Regions from separate parts of the Mus musculus genome. Here regions 1 and 3 are each linked to region 2. A link is a contact called in public HiChIP or PLAC-seq and promoter capture Hi-C data. All regions are on one chromosome and are shown on one strand. The core of a region is the stretch at or near the end of the contact, and the rest is flanking DNA. Distances in the headings are between cores, read along the strand shown. Region 1 holds the start of Slbp (stem-loop binding protein). Region 2 holds the start of Maea (macrophage erythroblast attacher). Region 3 holds the start of Depdc5 (DEP domain containing 5).

What was found. HiChIP or PLAC-seq counts read pairs in DNA pulled down with a chosen protein or histone mark. Capture Hi-C pulls out chosen DNA fragments and counts their contacts.
Region 1: a promoter capture Hi-C map of pancreatic islet shows a contact between it and region 2. The contact joins the promoter of Slbp here to the promoter of Maea in region 2. A contact is called at or near these places in 2 of 39 promoter capture datasets (hippocampal neurons and liver), 7 of 484 Hi-C or Micro-C datasets (B cells, CD4 T cells, CD8 T cells and 4 more), 6 of 115 datasets of contacts at active chromatin or transcription factors (the SCID.adh cell line, astrocytes, embryonic stem cells and 3 more) and 3 of 9 other capture datasets (adipose tissue, liver and pancreatic islet).
Region 3: a contact with region 2 is called in a CTCF HiChIP or PLAC-seq map of the NIH/3T3 cell line, with 5 read pairs. The contact joins the promoter of Depdc5 here to the promoter of Maea in region 2. A contact is called at or near these places in 2 of 39 promoter capture datasets (hippocampal neurons and neural stem cells), 1 of 15 datasets of contacts at CTCF or cohesin (the NIH/3T3 cell line), 1 of 484 Hi-C or Micro-C datasets (CD8 T cells), 1 of 115 datasets of contacts at active chromatin or transcription factors (cardiomyocytes) and 1 of 9 other capture datasets (adipose tissue).

What each region holds. Positions count from the first base shown.
Region 1 is chr5:33,651,135-33,653,953 of GRCm38.p6, forward strand. Slbp (stem-loop binding protein) reads right to left here and starts at 1,440. Exons shown (of 8, transcript NM_009193.2): 1 at 1,061-1,440; 2 at 829-945. The coding sequence starts at 1,119. It overlaps Tmem129 (transmembrane protein 129), which reads right to left. Exons shown (of 4, transcript NM_026698.3): 4 at 2,082-2,819.
Region 2 is chr5:33,334,285-33,337,391 of GRCm38.p6, forward strand. Maea (macrophage erythroblast attacher) reads left to right here and starts at 1,288. Exons shown (of 9, transcript NM_021500.2): 1 at 1,288-1,361. The coding sequence starts at 1,293.
Region 3 is chr5:32,862,393-32,865,323 of GRCm38.p6, forward strand. Depdc5 (DEP domain containing 5) reads left to right here and starts at 1,329. Exons shown (of 43, transcript NM_001170567.1): 1 at 1,329-1,429; 2 at 2,185-2,307. The coding sequence starts at 2,250.

The DNA.
Region 1 (2,819 bases), core at 190-2,689, 320 kb after region 2:
TTGCCTGTGTATTCAGAAGTCACTGAGTTAAGTCACTAATTCCCTTCACTGGGCTTGGCAGCCCCATGCTTATCTTATCCTCCCTTCTAGTCAGCCATCTAGCAAACACCATAGCCCATAAAAGAAGGTATGGTCAAAATTTCTGAGATCGCTTTTCTCATCAATCACTACACAAAGGTCCCCAAAGAGAGCACTTCCCTGAAGAGTTCACATCACCAGCTTACTCTTAAGGCACTCCTGGTCTCTCTGAATTACTATTTCACTTGCTAGCCCGCCTCCATCAGGCTACCAAGGGACCTCACTGACTTAAGCACAATGCCTCAGGGAAAAAAATCTAAACACCGTGGCAAAAGCTTATCAAATGGAAGGACCCAACTACAAGTATGAATAATCTAGGACTCAATTTTGGTTTGTATCTCGCTTTCACTCAGGTAATAAAACCTAATTTCTCGCCCCAATACACATACACACACACACACACACACACACACTCACTCTCTCTCTCCCCCCCACCCCCGCCCCGGAAGCAGGGGAGGGTTGGAGGTCGAAACATTTTAACAAGATGTTCATAGTAGTAGTCCTTGACATTACTGACATTATGAGTGAAAAATATAAAGGCTGACCCACTCCGGATAAAACCAGTTTTGCTGCCACCTATCAGTCGCTGGTAAGATGCTTCTAACACTGAGCAAAACTGAAGAGAATCTCCAGAGTAAGCTAATCTACTCCACCAGCTTCGAAAACCCGAGTGCCACGGGATGAGGGTCCCCTTGGCCCGTCTCCAAACCCCCCGAGTGACCAACCCGTTTCCAAGGAGTCGGGACCCACCTTTCAGGTCGGTGGTCCGCAGTCTGGAGCTCGCCTTCCTCGGAGTCCTCGGGCTTCCGGTCCCTTCCGTCCGCTCTGCGCTTCCGTCCGAGACTCCATCTCGCAGGGGACCGCGGGCTGAGGACACAGACTGCGGTCAGTGGGCGGGGCCCCCAAGCACCGATGGTTCAGGGAACCCTTAGCTTACAGACGGCGAGAAGTCGAGGACTCGTAGACCGCATGACCCGCTTACCTCGCACCACCGTCGCGGCGACTCCCATAACCGGGTGGGCTTCTAGGTCTGCAGGCCATGGCGGCAGAAGTCTGAAGGGCAGCTCGGCGGCAAGCACTTCACTCGGCAACAGCACTGACGAGGTCTGAGCTCGCCTTGCCCAACCGCCCTTAAGTGCGCAGCGGCCCCGCCCCTCGGTAACTCCCGCGCGCGCGCGGCGAAGGGCGAAACCATGAGACGCGCACCTGCAGGGGAGTCCCTCTCAGCTCTGCGCGCCCGCCTGACGGACCCGGCTCCAACCCAAGCCTTGGGATTGCGGGCAGTCGCTAAACTACAACGCCTAATGCGGCCGTCCGAAGGGCGGGAGAAATGGAACAGCCCGACTAAGGCGGAAAGGAACTGGCGACCTCCCCCAGCCCCCACGGCCTTCCAGGAGGCTGGCGCTGTAGCAGCTGGGCCTCTGATTGGTTGCCCCTTCGCGGGCCCGAGGGATATTGGCGGGAGATTGGGCAGTGCGCGCCACTGCCTCTCAAAGTCAGGAGGTGTGGCCACGGCGAGGGCCGGCCCACCGAGATGCAGTCCAAGATCCCGACCGGCCCCTCCTACCCACCGCCACAGTAAGGCGGGAGAGCCCGCCTCTAGCTTATACCCATAGCTTTAAAACCGTACAAGCCATCCATTAACAGCCAAATAACTTAGTGGCCTCTTTTTCCCCGCAAGGCCATCTGCCCTGCCTCTGGTGCTTGAGTCTCCAGCACGCAGGCCAGGCCCCTGCAGATCCCACCTGTCCTATGTGGGCAATCATGACCCTTCCCTTAAGAGTGGATCTGGCCCAGAGCAGCGTGAGAGGGTGGGATGGTGGTAACTATGTGGAGCCATCTAAGGGCTTGTCCTTCTGAACGTACCAAGCACTGACACTGGTTTCTTATACGACTTTCTGATCTGTGACTATATTCATCTGACTTTCCCAACATCCTGCAGCCACTATGTAAAATACTGCAAAAGTTTGGTTTTACTACCAGGTTAAACAAAATGAAGTACATCACTTGAAAAGGAACACTTTATTAAATACTGTATCATTTAACTACATTTACATTTATTTGTATAAAATTAACTCTTCTGTGGTTAAAAATAACTTCAAACCACTTGGCCTCTGCTAGGCAGACAGCCCTTGAAACTGGCTGTCTCCTGGTCATACTTCAGGGACAGGCAGAACTGAGTTTGCTCTGGTAGCAAATCCCTGGGGTTAGGTGCAGTGTTGGCTGGATAAGGGGCTAGCTTGGTCTGCTACTACTGCTTTCAACAACTAAATGTAAGTGCTTCAGGACAAGTTGAAGGAGAGGTCATCCCTCTAGCAGCTACACTTTGTGTCAGAGATGGAGAGTAAAGAGCAACCTCTTCCCCACCCATCTGTACCATAGATAAGTGAGTACATCTATGTATATGTGCGTCCATCAGAACCTTAACCACTGAGGTATCCTCTCCTGATCCAAGCACCCCACAGGGGCTTGGCTAACCCTGTGCTACACCCCTGATGGGTTTCTTTCTGGATAGTCCTGTGGCTCTCTGGTCCTTGGCTCCCTAAAACCCTTTCCTAGGGTTAGGAGTATGAGCTTTTGGTCTCCCCTGGACTAGAGAAGCAGGACAAGACAACAAAAGCATTGTGGACCCTCTAAAGCATATGCAACCCTCGTGAGGAACTTGGGAAAGTACTCTGTCATACCTTCCTACCAAGAAGTGGCCCCTTGGCTAGCCACAGTCACCAGGATACCCTAGAAGA
Region 2 (3,107 bases), core at 38-2,537:
GAATGAAATGTAATTCCATTTTTAATTTTAAAAGCAGGCGAGGAGGGCTGGAGAGATGGCTCATGGGTTAAGAGCACATGCTGGTCTTGTAGAGAACTCAAGTTTAGTACTCAGCACCCATGTGCTTGTCTCACAACAATCTGTAACTCTAGTTCCTGGGGGATCTAACGCTCTCTTCTGGCTTCTGCAGAAATCATGCAAACGTGAGGTAGGTTCAATTCACCAAAAAAAAAAAAAAAAAAAAAAAAAAAAAAAAAAAAAAGCCATTCAGTTCAGATAAAGGGTTTTAGTGACCCTCAAGTTTATTGTCTGGCTACCAACAAATGGCCAAATTGAGTTCAAAATAGAAGAATTAGAATGTAGGTAAAAGGCATGATAATTAAGCAATCTCAGTCAAGGTGTGGTCTGGTTGATAGTTACTTCAATTCTGTTTTTCAGGTGGTTTAAAGAAGTCCTCATTGCCTTAGGGAACAGACTGATTCTCAGGTCTTGTGACATGTGCTGTAGGGTGAAGCCTACATCACAGATAATTGCTTTCACTCAGGAGCCCTGGAAGATCCACGTTGCTTAGTTTATCAGAAAGATGTTAACTGATCATTACTATTGCTCCAGGAATTCAACTTGACTACAAGTTTAGGTCAGGGACTGGACACCTTCAGACGCCTTTTGGACCCCAAATCAAGGATTCATCGCTTTTTCACAAATGCAGTTCCCAAGTGTTCCTTATGTTATTACTGGCAGGAAAGCACAGCTGCTCGATAGCCCCTCCCTGTCTTATTCTATTGTAAACATTCTTTATCTTTTATTGGGAAGCCCGCTCTTGGACGCCAGAGCTGTTAATCGGCGAAAATGGAGATGAAGGAAAGTAGTTCCCGGATGGCAAAAACCGCACCCCTAAGTGACCATTCAGAGATAACGGCCACCGAGCGCTGAGGCAGGGCCTGTGACCACTACGGGAGGCGACTTCGGAGGTGTGTGTGTGGGGGGGGGGTGCGACCACAACGTGAGTCGTCTCAGCCCCAACCCTCCGAACGTCCATGGCGTCGGGATCCCCGCTCTACTAAATCCGCATCTGCGGCCTACGCCAGCGGACAATTCAATGAGGAAGCCGCTCTCTAGAGCTGCCGGCGATTGGTCGAGCCCGTGAAAGATGATTGGCTCTGGCCTTCTTCCGCTCGGGCGGCCCGGTGACACGATTGGTGCAGACTCATAGCCGCTCCGCCTGCTCCCGTACGTAGCACGTCACTATCCGGCGTGCCCCGTACCCGCCTCCTCCGCTCGGCCGGCCCAAGATGGCGGTGCAGGAGTCGGCGGCCCAGCTGTCCATGACCCTGAAGGTGCAGGAGTACCCGACCCTCAAGGTGCGTTCTAGGCGCGGCTAGGGTCGCCACCGCATCTTGGGAGGGGTCGTGGTGGTGCAGGGGCTGGGTCGCTGCCGGAGTCGCTTCTGGAGGGACTGCACGGCCGGGGGCGGGGTCGGGGGCGGTGGGGCTGCGGCTCTCCAGCGCGATGGGCACGGGCCGGGGCCTCCCGATGGGGCCAAGGGGGACCTCTCGGTGTACTGTGACCTAGGTGGTGCGGGGCGACAGAGTCAGAGGGCTTCCGAGGCCCGGGCGGCGGGGCCTGAGCCCTGCCTCCCACCCAGCCTTCAAAGCCGAGAGGCTGCGGGCCGTGCGAGTGCGGGCAGCGAGGCCACGGCCGGGGCGGCGGGCACTAAAGAACCAGGGGCCCTGGACGCGGAGGTGGGTCGCGGCGGCCCCGGGGCGTCCTTCCGGAAGCTCGGCCTGGGGCGTGGCGGGCATGCCTCTGGTGCTAATTAGGGGGCCAGTGGGGAGCACTGGCGACCCGGTGGCACCCCGCCTCGCTGGGCGTCCCCAGAACTCCAGCGCAGCTCCTGCCCTTGGTTTCCGGGGCGTGACCTTGGGTGGTCGCTGCGCCAGTGCGTTCCTTTAGGACAAACGTTCATCCCCGCCGGAAGACTGGGAGGCTTCAGTTGCTAGAGGGCTTGATGGTACCGGATGGACTGCGGTGAAGTACCTGGGAAGAAAAGCCTTAAGAGGAAGAAAAAAATTCTTTGGTTCCAAGGAAGGCCGGCAGAGCCTTCGTGTTCTACATTCCTTGGCTGAGGTCTGGGCAGCTTTTCTTCTGGAGCTCTTGGCACCTCATCCATCTCTTTGGTGACCCAGTGGTTGTTTGGTGGTGGGTGGGTGGGTCGTTTAGCTAAGGTTGAAGACTACAGGTTCTAGGCGAGACCGCTTTTTCTGTGCTTAGGGAGACCCAGATTGTATGGGAGGCACCTGACTTCTGCTGGTGTTCCCTTGTCTGATGTAAGCCCTAGGGAGCACTTGTTTTCCTCCCCGAGGGTGAAGTGAGCGAGCTTATATTGCACATGGAAGTCTTGGCATTCCCTGGAAGGCATCTCTTGTCATTGTCCCTGTGACATCTGACTGCTCTGGAGTAGTTTGTCTTCACAGGAGGGCAGAAGCAAGGCCCAGCTGGCCTTCTTCTATAGTTGGTGAGCAGCCATATTTGATCAATGTTTTGTATCCTGTGCTTTATTTGACTAAGGAAGGGAGCAAACACCACCAGTCTTTTTTGTCAGATGTTCAAAATGTATGGCTTGGGGGAGTAGGAGGTACTTGTGACAGACCTCGGTCTTGTACGTGCTAGGCCAATGCTCTGCTACTGAGCTACATCCTCAGGCCTTGTTTTCTTTCTTTCTTTTCTTTTCTTTTCTTTTCTTTTCTTTTTTTTTTTTTTTTTTTTTTTTTTTGAGGCAGGCTTCTGTAGGCCATGAATCCGAGTGCTGGGATTACAGGTGACTCTTACCAATCCTGTAGTTTCCTGGCACTCTTGGATTTCTGTTGATTGACAGATGGAAACCCTGACTCTTAACAGTGGTCATACTTGGGGCCTTCTATCACTAGACCTGTAACCACTGACGTCTGGGCCTCGCCAGGACTTCCAGACCTGTTGCAATGAGGTTGCTTTGGGAGAACGTGGCTATTTGTTCTGGCTGGTGAATTTGGGACCCACAGACAGGAAAGGTTTCAGAGCTCCCTCCCTCTCTGGCTTACTGAACGCATTAGGCAGTGAAATGGATGGTC
Region 3 (2,931 bases), core at 79-2,578, 470 kb before region 2:
GTGGGTCTCATAGCACTCACAGGACAGATTCCCCTGTGTATAGATAGCATCTTGCTATTTGTCTCTGCTCTTTAAGTCATTTAGGATGTGGTGCAGACTCTGAGATCCTCCAATGGACAAGAGAATCTACCTTTCCCACCTCCATTTTTTGAGACATGAGGAATAATTCATCTTTAGATAAGGAGGTTTTTGGCTTTGTTTGTTTGTTTTGGCCTACAAGGTGGGAACAGGTCAGGCCTTCTAGCAGGTTCTTCTTCCCATGAATCCTTACTCTGTAATGAGGCTAACACACAACTTACAGTTTTGTTTTGTTTTTGTTTTTTTGGTTTTTTTTTTTTTTTTTTTTTTTTTTGGTTTTCTGAGATAGGGTTTCTCTGTGTAGCCCTGGCTGTTCTGGAACTCACTTTGTAGACCAGGCTGTCCTCGAACTCAGAAATCCGCCTGCCTCTGCCTCCTGAGTGCTGGGATTAAAGGCGTGTGCCACCACGCAATTTACTCTGGTTGGATGATTTATGCCCCATCTAAGGAAACTACTGGGCCTTCTGCCATGCGAGCCTATTGTAGATTTAACCCATTGTACTCGGGCATTCAATGTTTTGAATATTTTTTTTAATCAAACAAACTTTAAGTTTACTGTACACTTGTTTTGACTTATGTACATTAGGTTTAATTTTGACAACAAAAGAGTATATAATGGGTAATGTAAATTGGTTTCTCCTTCCAAGCTTGTCTCTGTACATGTTACATTTGTACTTATCATTAACTTGTACTTCTTAATTATATTTAACAGTTTTCAATAAGTTAGTAACTCGCTCATGAATTATACACACCCCCGTTTTCTTGCTACATAGCCCAAGAACTCTAGGGAATGTTCAGCACTCTTGTCTCTACAGAACCTGGATTAGGAGGGGGAGCCACCACCCGCAGAGACTTTTGCACTTCTCAATAGCCCTCTGGACCAGGTTTAGTTATTAACTTCGTCAAACACATGGAAACAGCTCCGCGAGGTAAGAGTCGACTCTCTCGAGTTTCTCCTATTACGAAATCACTTCGCTCTTCTGAAACGAAGGTCTTGGCTGTGGCTCTATTTTCAAATTTTCCATGCAAAGCGGGCAGCCCTGTAGACGGTGGCGGGAAACGCCAACGGGAACTCGGTTTGAAGTCGGACTCAACGCCACGCCCCCAGCCTCCCCCCCGCCCCGCCCCCCCCACCTCCCCGCAGCCCCGGAGGAGGAAGTGGCGCGGCCACCGAGACGAGGCGGAGGCTGGGCTAGAGCGGCCAAGCCGGCTGAGCAGGGACTGGCGAGGGGCGGGGACTCGGGGCGGAGCCTCGGGAGCGGCGCGGGCTCAGGTGAGCGCTCTTCGGTGGTGCTGTCTGTCTGGTTCCTAGAGCCCTGGTGCGGAAGCTGCGCGAACTGTGGGGGCTCAGGTGGGATATCCTGAGGAGGTCCTGGGGAGATCTGTCCGGAATCTGGCCTCGGGCCGGGCCTGAGGCGCGCAGGGGCTCTGGAAGTGGGGGGGTTGGGGGGGGGAGTCGAGCGCCAACCTCGGGCTGAGACTTGAGGGGCTTGAAGGAAGGGTCCCTGAGCCAGGTTCGAGGCCCGACTCTTCTTGCAGTTCCCCGTGTGACCTTGGACCAGTCTTTCTCTCACCAAGCTTCCCGGACCGCAGCGGTGAAATGGAGGCAGGACGGTCCGCTGAGAGTTGGTACCAGTAGAGGGGTCGGCAAGGAAACCGCAGCCTTCCTCAGTTCTCTTTTCCCCAGGACATTGTTAGTGGACCGCGAGTCATGGGAGTGCATAACAGTTCGAGTGACCTTGGGCGAATCCCTTGTTTTGACGTTCCTCTACTTATGTGATGGACTAACCTCTTCGAATATCCCTGTACTATTTTGGTGTTCCTGATGCAGACAAAAACAAGGTAGTGCCCCTCTCACCACAAGCCTCCCTTTTAGGTATGCGGTAGAGAAAATAGCTTTAGAGGATGGACGAGATCTGAGCCCAAGTTCCCTTTAATTTTTAAAGCACACTTCTATTTGTTTGTCTCTCTTGGTAATTGGAGGAGCGATATAATGCAAGGGTTGGCACGCCTTTCAGCCGAACAACCACCAGTACCTTCAAGGTCTAAAATTAAAGAGCAAATTTAGGAAGCCTGACATCCTCGATGTTTTTATTTGTGTTTCAGTAGCAGGAAAGCAAGATGACTTCCCTGCTCCAAGATTGGAACAGCTGAAGAAATCACAAGACAAAATGAGAACCACAAAGGTCTACAAACTTGTCATCCACAAGAAGGGCTTTGGGGGCAGTGGTCAGTATTGATTGATATTTGGGGATTGTGTAAGTTGGCTGAAGTTATGATGTGCCTTAAAAATTACCCATATCACAAGGGAGACTGGACAGGTAAGAGTGGAGCAGTATCAGAGATCAGGGATGGTTGGAAATGAGAGCACAGGATCTTTTTGAAAAGCATTCTTCACATTCAGAGTTTGTTGGGTTGTATTTTGAATCCAGGTTTTACCATGTTTCCAAGGCTCATTTAGAACTCATTGTGTAGCCCAAGCTGGCTTTGAACCCATTATCCTCCTGCCTGTGTATCTGGAAATACTCTACCACACCTGAGTTAATTTTCCTCCTGCTTTTGTTTGTTTTGTTTTTGTTTTTCTTCTGTGTAGTGAGTGCTTGGCCACAAGTTTACTAGAAAAGGACTCTATGGACTGCATCCAAGTCCTTCCTCCTGGTTTTTTTTTTTTTTTTTTTTTTTTAATGTTCTTTACTTCAGAAATCAGAATTACTGACAAAGTGAGCTGGTTTGGTTTGGTTTTTGAGACAGAGTCTTAGAGCTCATACTGGCTTTGAACTCAGTATGCACTGGAGGCTGATCTTGAGTTACTGCCCTTCCTTCCGTCCTTCATACCCAAGTGTTGGGATTTCA